2 separate regions of the Anas platyrhynchos genome follow, and region 2 is linked to region 1. A link is a contact called in public Hi-C data. All regions are on one chromosome and are shown on one strand. Each heading gives the region's core, a stretch centred on a gene start, on an enhancer-like site or on the middle of the called end of the contact. The rest is flanking DNA. Distances are from core to core; before and after follow the strand shown. Region 1 has its middle 33 kb from the start of DYNLRB2. Region 2 holds the start of MAF (MAF bZIP transcription factor).

What was found. A called contact is a pair of places that touch in the nucleus more often than the background predicts.
Region 2: a contact with region 1 is called in a Hi-C map of subcutaneous adipose tissue, with 2.3 times the contacts expected there. The contact joins the promoter of MAF here to the enhancer-like site in region 1. A contact is called at or near these places in 2 of 8 Hi-C or Micro-C datasets (skeletal muscle and subcutaneous adipose tissue).

The regions. Positions count from the first base shown.
Region 1 is chr12:5,510,343-5,514,413 of IASCAAS_PekinDuck_T2T, forward strand. No RefSeq gene overlaps it. Among named protein-coding and RNA genes, the nearest start is that of DYNLRB2, 33 kb to the left of the region's middle. Within about 2 kb of position 2,614, at least 1 of the 8 cell types and tissues checked has an H3K27ac peak or open chromatin away from gene starts, as enhancers often do.
Region 2 is chr12:5,945,118-5,949,289 of IASCAAS_PekinDuck_T2T, forward strand. MAF (MAF bZIP transcription factor) reads left to right here and starts at 1,507. Exons shown (of 4, transcript XR_005268829.2): 1 at 1,507-3,429. LOC140003533 reads right to left here and starts at 1,670. Exons shown (of 3, transcript XM_072043996.1): 1 at 1,653-1,670; 2 at 759-1,521. The coding sequence starts at 1,670.

The DNA of each region.
Region 1 (4,071 bases), core at 1,364-3,863:
TTCTCTCACTTTGCCTTATTGATTGCTGCATGGCAGGATGCCAAGCTGTGTTAGGTTTTGCTTATTTCTGCATGTATACCAGCTTGACGGAAGCCCAGTTTGGTTCCTTCAGCTGACACCAAGCTGTGTTGGTGTGATTGGTGTTGGGTGGTGCGCCAGGTGAGCAGGCGCATTGCAGCCTGTGCCACCAGAGCCATGCAACTCTGCGGCTCAGAGTAATAGACACTGGACAGACAGGGTCTAAATCTCAACAAATCTGTGAAAGTTGGCTTCCAGGTACAAGGCTGGGCCACGGCTTGGCTCTCAAGAGCCAGATGATGTGTTTTATGTCATAATGAAAGAAGCAGCTTTCTGAGATACTCTGCACTTCTCATGTACGCATTTTATTAAAATCTCCTGTTGGCATGTTCTGAGCAGCTTTTGTGCAGGCTGGAAATGCTGTGTGCAGTAAGCTAAAGGTGTGCCAAGCTGCCTGAAAGCACCGAGTGAGTGAAGTGAGTGTCTGTTGTTGCACAGGCATGGATGTGTTAGTAATCATGGCTGAGACCTTGAGAAACTTCTGTGAGAGGAAACAAAACGAGATGATATATGAGTCAGTGTCCAAAATGTTTGAATCTCTAGATATAGTACTGCATAGTACTACTAGAGACAGTACTATAGTACTACTAGATATAGTACTGCATAAAAGACAGACTTTGAAGGCTTATAATGAAGACTGCCAGTAATAAAGCATCCTATCTAGAACTTTGGAGGCCAAATCCTTGTTTTTCTTAAGCCTGATTTATATTGAATTTGGCAGAGATGTGCTGGCTAGCCAGAAGTCCAGTCCTTGGCTCAAAGGACTTTTTGGGCAGGGGAGAGCTGGTGAGGGGAGTAGGGAGTGGAAAGACCAAAATTAAAAAAGCACAAGAACAAATTGCTTTAGTCATTTCCATTTTGAATTTACTTAGCCATTAAAACAAATGAGATTGTCTTTGTCTGTGATATATAGTTCCCAGCTGATGTAAAGAGTATGAAAATAGTTAATGACTTAAGGAAAAAAAAACAAGAGGGTTTATATTATCTTAGGAGATTGTCTCTGTAAAGCTGTTCCCCAGGTACCACCAGGTGGTGTTGAATTTTGCATACCTTGTACACTCGAAAGAATAAGATTTTTGAAGGAAAAAAATTACAAAACCCCATGCAGCTGAGGTTGCTTCTTTAAGTGGAAAAAAAATTAGTCCAATTTTCCAGCAGCTGGAAGCTGAAATGTCTTGATAGTGTAATAGTGATACCCTTTGACTGAAGTTGGACAACCTGGATCATAGGTCATATGGAAAACGACACCTGTAGTAAGCTCGTTTGTTTTGGGGCTGCTTTCTGACCTGTCACACTAGAGAGCACCAGGGAAGCTCAGACTGGAGCAGCACAGCCTGAAATCAAGTGTCTGGGCGGCCTTGGGAGGGGTATGCTCGGTCAGCCCCTCTGCCCTGCCTTGCTTTTCTCATAATGTTGAGGGAGAAGAGAGTGACAGCAGAGTTTTCCATAGCGGGGAGGTTTCTCCCACCTTTAAAACTTGCTCCATTGTGGAATGTGTGGAACATGCAAGTGAAAACTGCTGAATGAAGCTGTACGAGGTGGGGCTGTCCCAGTATTTCAGAATAGGATTTAATCAGATATTTTTTTTTAATGATGGAGATAGGGAAAGGAAAGGGGAGAAACAGCATTGAGGGTGCATGCTCCTCTGGTTCAAATATTTGAGTTTTTTTTTTTTTTCAGTCCTATGAAAAAAGTCAGATTTTCGTCAGTGTTAGGCCAACAACTATTTTCGTTTTCAGTGTGAAAGTTTTTTCGAACAGACCACCAGATGGTAGTGTTCCCTTTGTAATTAGAGCTGTGATTTCCATGGAACAACTACTCTTGTTTGGCACAGGTCACTCAAGGACTGCTCAATATATAGCAGAAGTAGAGATATGCAAGTCAGGAGTATTAATAGTTAAATAACCACCACCAACAAAAAAATGTGTGTGTGGGTGTGTGGATCTGCAATCTTCAGCCAAGGGAGACAATAAAGGACACGGTGGAGCCCTCAGTGTTACAGATAAGCTGCTAGCCAGGAATCATGGAAGTATCACAGGTGATTAAAGCAATAAACCACGAGGCAAGCTGGAAATAGTCAATCTTCTGCAACACCGAGTGTTGCTGTTCAACTCCAGTGCTTTTCCTCAGTGTCAGACACGATTTTGATGTTCAGCTGGGACGTGCAGTATCGCTTACTGCAAAGGTTTGGCTGGCAAGTGGATCGAGCACTGAGGTGGTGGATTTAGGAGGTCAAAATAACCTGGTGCTGGTGTCTGGTCTCGGGCACATCTCTTCATCAGTATGTGCCATGTTTTTTTTTTTTTTTAGGGGAGGCAAGGTTACTGATAGCTCTTACCAGGTTCTTAGAGTGACTTAAAATATTCAAGAATGCAGTATTGTTATTTCAGCTGCACATGGCTCTCATCAGCGACTCTCGGATAACGTATTTGGGTCGGTTTGCCTAAATGTTTTGAAAGGCCTCGTTTTATTCAATGTCAAGATTAGAAGAAGTTGTGAAATGTCACGCTGTGTGGCCGAGAGCATACAGCAGGGTGTGACAGAGGGGTTTTAAAGGCAGTGCTGCCTGGGAGCTGCATACCAGGAGTGCTCAGTACGTTCCTGGGTAGAGACTGATGGAGAAATGCTGCAGAAGGTTACTGCAGATACTTGGCTGTTTGTTAAATGAAGGAGCCCAGATCTGTGTGGTCACTTTGGGGTATGCCAAAGGAAGAACAACAAACAGCCTCAGTTTGGGGAGGTTAATGGGCACAAGGATGAAAAGATACCTGACTAGTAGTGGTGCTTACAATTTCAGTAAAAGTTTTTTATTACTTATTTTTATTTTTCATATTATTATTTTCATAGAGGAATGTCACTATATGCAACATAGGGTGTCAGCAAGTCTTGGTCCTAATTCCCAACGGGAAAAACCAGAGTATGCTCCTCTTTGTGTTATGCTCTGAGTTCCTCCCTTACCCCTCTGGTCTTCTGTCTCTGTTCCAAAAATTCCTTCTTTTTTGCCTCAGGGACAGGTGCATTTCCACTGGAAAAGGCTTTCTGAACCTGTGAGGATACAGACTGGGGAGCTTTTGAGCTTAGGATCTTCAACAGGTAGATTTTTCTGTACAGTGTTATGCAGGTGAATGTAGAGTAAAATCTGTATCACAGCATCACAATGGGTTGCTTGAAATGTGATGTGTGCTTGCAAAGTCATGTCCCACAGTCTTTGGAGTGCTCTGGTAATTACAGAACACAAAACTTGCTGCTGGGTCTGCTTTAGGTTTTGAGGTGAGCAAGTACTAATCAGGCAGCTTTTAAAATCTACACCTGGGATGTTTTGTATCACTTTAATCTGATGGGCACATATTTGTGCTATGGAAACATTAGAAACAACGCGTTTGGATACTTTGCCTGCTCAACAGAAGTGTGTGCTCATAAAACAGTGAAGCCAAGAGCTTGGGGCTGAGCTCTTCAGACTTTTTGGAGTCCCAAGAAGGTCCCAAAGCAAATCAAGAGCAACTGTCCTGCAAAGAGATCACCAAGTGAGCAGATAAACTCCCAGTGAAAACATGTAGTATAGCTGAGCTCACTGCGCTTTCTGAGGCTCCTGTATGGCTTCCTATGTGCTGGGTGTGATTGCAGCCCTTTGTGCATCATTTCCAAACCACTGAAAAACGAGTGGATTTGCTTGGGTACAAAAGACAAGCAGAACAGAGCTGATTCTGCTACCAAAGGAGAGAAACCGTCTTTGAGTGTATCTGCTTTTAATAACGTTTTCTTACGGATGCATTTTAGTTGGGGAAGGAGTCTGTTTCGCAGCTGCAAGTGGCTCCTGCAGAATTTCACTGGGATAACTAAAGGCTGTTTTTCTTACTGCAACATGCCCCATCTTCAGGTAGTCATTTTGATTCTCATGTTGTGTGTATGCCATTCCTCACAGTTTTAAGATTTTGCCAGCATCCATCTTGCATTGTTCAATCAGGCACTTGTTGGCTGCATGAACAAAGTGTT
Region 2 (4,172 bases), core at 257-2,756, 430 kb after region 1:
CTTTACAGGATTGCCTCTGCAATCACTTCTAGATGTAGCTATCTTCCTAAATTTGCAGTATGCCCTACCTTTTTAACTGCCAGGAACAGTACACGCTGTATGACTTTCAGATGTTAGTACTGGCACTCGTACTGATAATGGCATAGTCAGAAGATGTTATCCATTCGTGAATCCACTAGCCAAGTATTATTTCCGAAGCAGAGATTCTTTGGCTATCGCAAATGATGATTTTCACAGTTGGTGAAAAATTACCCAGAGACTTGCCTGCACCTACAAAGTCATACCCCGTGCACGGTTATAAATAGCAAACTCGGAGGGGGAAGGGACCGGGCAAGGGGAGAAGGGAGGATTTGAAGTACAATGTTCAAGAAGCTGGTTTAATATATGACCAAGTGTCAGAAGTCAGGTTTCTGAGAATTACTTTTCAGATAAACAACTTTATAGCACCGCACTTAATCTTACTTACTAGAGACATCTCATTTATCACGGAATTACAAGTAACTTTAATTCTATCGATATTCCCATAAAGCCCGCTCGACAAAGCGAGCCTGGCAGCTCGGCAGGCTGCGGGCTTCCCCGGCCCAAGGGGGGCCAAGAAGGGACCCCAACCGAGCCGACCTGAGCCGGGCCGGGCCGGGCCAGCCCCGACGGCGGAGCCCCGACGGCACGGCACGGCACGGCACAGCTCGGCACGGCCCGGCACGGCTCGGCTCTGCTCCCGCGGCTCGGCGCCGGCCGGGGACGGCCTCGGCACTGACCTTTCGACGAGAGATGGCGCTGTCGAGGTTTGAACGGAGCCGCTCCGCCGCCGCTCGGCACCGCCGGGTGCAGCCCGCTCCGCGCTCGCACGGCTCCCCCCCCTCCAGCCCCGGCCGGGGGGCACCGGGAGGGGAGGCTAAAAAGAAGACAATTAGTTTCGCGATGTATTCCGTTAATTAGCCCGGCCAGGCCGGCCGAGCGCCGGCGGGAGCGGGGCTTGCAAACTTGCAGGGCTTTCGGACCTCTCTGCTGGGGACGGCCGGGGAACGATCGCTGCCGGCAGCAAGCGGCAGACCCAGGGGGGAGCCGCCGCGGGGGGGCGGCCCGGGGGTCTCGGTACCGGCACCAGGTAGCGGCTGGAGCCCGGCTGAGCCCGGCAGCACCGCCGAGCCCCGCGGAGCCCCCCGGAGCAGCCCCCTCCCTCGGGCCGTCCCCGCACGCCCCCGGGCCAAGTCCCCCGGTGCCCTCGGGTGCCCGGCCGGCCAGGAGCACCCGAGGGCTCCGCACCCCGGGGCAGAGCAGGACAGAACAGGACAAAGCAGGACAGAGCAGGACAAAGCAGGACAAAGCAAGGCAGCGCGGAGCGGAGCGGAGCGGAGCCGGGCGGGCACCCGACGGCGCGTCCCGGCGGGAGGAGCGGCCCCAGCCCGGTGCCCGGTCCCCGGTGAACGGGGCGGGCAGGAAGGGGTTACGGCGCTCCCAGCTGACAGTCAGCTGATTGCGCCCTGATTGACAGCCCCGAAAAGTTTCCTTGTTTCTATACTATTATGCTAATGCCGGCGGCTGCAGGCAGCCCATTGGGCCGCCCGCCCAGCCAATTTGCCATTCGGAGGCTGACGTCAGGAGCGCTATAAAACTCTGCAATGCTTTTAAACTCTCCTGCTGGATGAAACCTTTAAAATATTTTTCATCTTCTTGCCGTAGCTTTGGGGTTGAGTTGTGTTTTTTTTTTTTTTTTTCTCTCTCTCTCCTTTTTTTTTTTTTTTATGATTGTTATTATTTTGGTTGCGATATCGACTTTGATTTTTTTTTTGTCTTCGGTCTCTTCTCCCTCCTCCTTTCCCCGATGAACCTCTCTCCTCGCTTTGCACTTTGCATGAGAAAGCCCAGAGGAAAGGCACCATGAAGTGTTAAAAATAACCAAACTGAACCTAAAAAAAAAAAAAAAAAGAAAAGAGATTTACTCGCAACAACACCAGCTAACACTTCCAGCTGCAGTTTGCAAGCTGCAAAAAGAGAGAGAGGAGAGAGAGAGAGAGGAGGAAAAAAAAAAAAAAACCTTTATGCAAAAGGCGAATAGCGAGAGCCCCTCGCTCTGATGCATCAGCAGCAGCGGAGACTCTGCAAGGGATAACGCGGAGCCGGAGCGAGAGCGGCCGGGGCGGAGCGGAGCGGAGCCGGAGCCGAGGCTGCGGCGAGAGGCAGCGGCAGGAGGAGCGGTGCGGAGGGGTGCGGAGCGGTGCGGAGCGGTGCGGAGCGGAGCTCGCCCGGCAGCAAGCTGGCTCACCCGGCGGCAACTCAGAGCAGTCCCCTCGCTCCCGGAGCGCACCCTTTCTGGAGGACTGTCAGCAGCAAAAGGATGGCATCAGAACTGGCAATGAGCGGCTCCGACCTGCCCACCAGTCCCCTGGCCATGGAATATGTTAATGACTTCGATCTGATGAAGTTTGAAGTGAAAAAGGAGCCGGTGGAGACCGACCGCATTATCAGCCAGTGCGGCCGCTTGATCGCCGGGGGCTCGCTCTCCTCCACCCCGATGAGCACGCCCTGCAGCTCGGTGCCCCCGTCCCCCAGCTTCTCGGCGCCCAGCCCCGGCTCCGGCAGCGACCAGAAGGGCCACCTGGAAGACTACTACTGGATGACGGGCTACCCGCAGCAGCTCAACCCCGAGGCGCTGGGCTTCAGCCCGGAGGACGCGGTGGAGGCGCTCATCAACAGCAGCCACCACCCGCTGCCCGGCGCCTTCGATGGCTATGCTAGAGGGCAGCAGCTGGCCGCGGCCGCCGGCTCCGGGGGCTCGGGGCCGGCCGAGGAGATGGGCTCGGCGGCCGCCGTGGTGTCGGCGGTGATCGCCGCGGCGGCGGCGCAGGGCGGCGCGCCCCACTACCACCACCACCACCACCACCACCCGCACCACGGCGCCGGGGGGCACCCCCACGGCGCGGCGCCGGGCAGCGCGCCGCCTTCCTCCTCCTCCTCCTCCTCCTCCTCCTCGTCGTCGTCGGCCGCCGGCTCCGGAGGCGGCGGCGGCGGCGGCGGCGGCGGCGGCGGGGGCGCCGGGGGGCTGCACCACCCGCACCACGGCGGAGGCGGCCTGCACTTCGACGACCGCTTCTCGGACGAGCAGCTGGTCACCATGTCCGTGCGGGAGCTCAACCGGCAGCTGCGGGGCGTCAGCAAGGAAGAGGTGATCCGGCTGAAGCAGAAGAGGAGGACCCTCAAAAACAGGGGCTATGCCCAGTCCTGCCGCTTCAAGAGGGTCCAGCAGCGGCACGTCCTGGAGTCGGAGAAGAACCAGCTGCTGCAGCAAGTGGAGCACCTAAAGCAGGAGATCTCCAGGCTGGTCCGGGAGAGGGACGCCTACAAGGAAAAGTACGAGAAGCTGGTCAGCAATGGCTTCAGAGAAAACGGATCCAGCAGCGACAACCCTTCCTCTCCAGAGTTTTTCATGTGAGTGCCCACAGCCTTGCCACCTTAACTAAAAGTTCTCCGTGTGAGTTGTTGTTGGGGGCTTTGCTAGAGCGACAACCCAGCTTGCCACCTCGTGTCACTTTTTCTTTTTTTTTTGTTTTTAAACTCAAAACGATTTTAAAACCAAGTTGGTTTTGGGTTGATTTTTTTTTTTTAAGGTGGGCTGGCTCCGTGTTGGCCGACCTAAAGTTCTACATGAGTTTCTTTTCTGTTTATTATTATTATTTTTATTTTTTTTTGTGGGGGCTTGCTGTTGTTTTTTTTTTTTTTTTTTAAATTTAAAAGATCCAACTCACCACCAACTCAGTTCTTCATATGAAGCTTGCTCTTCTTTGAAACCTGCCATCCACATTATATATATATTTTTAAGTTCATGAGTTTTTTTTTCTTTTGAGCTTGCTGTGTCCAAAAGAGTCAGATTTTTTTTTGCCATCCTGAGTTCTTCATATGAGATTTGAGCTTTGCGAAAAGTAAATAATAAAAAAAAAAAACACAAAAAAAAAACAAACAAAAAAAACATAAAACAAAAAAAATACACAAAAAAATACAAAAACAATGTGAAATTTTTAGACTCCAGCTTGCTGAGTTCCATCAGTTTTTAGCGTTGTTGTGCAAAACTAGAGATATACCTAGATCAACCTGCCAAAATCAAGCCTGCATCAACCTTCGGTGTGTTCATGTGAGTTTTGGCCTTAATCTGCCAAACGTGAGACTTTAGTCTG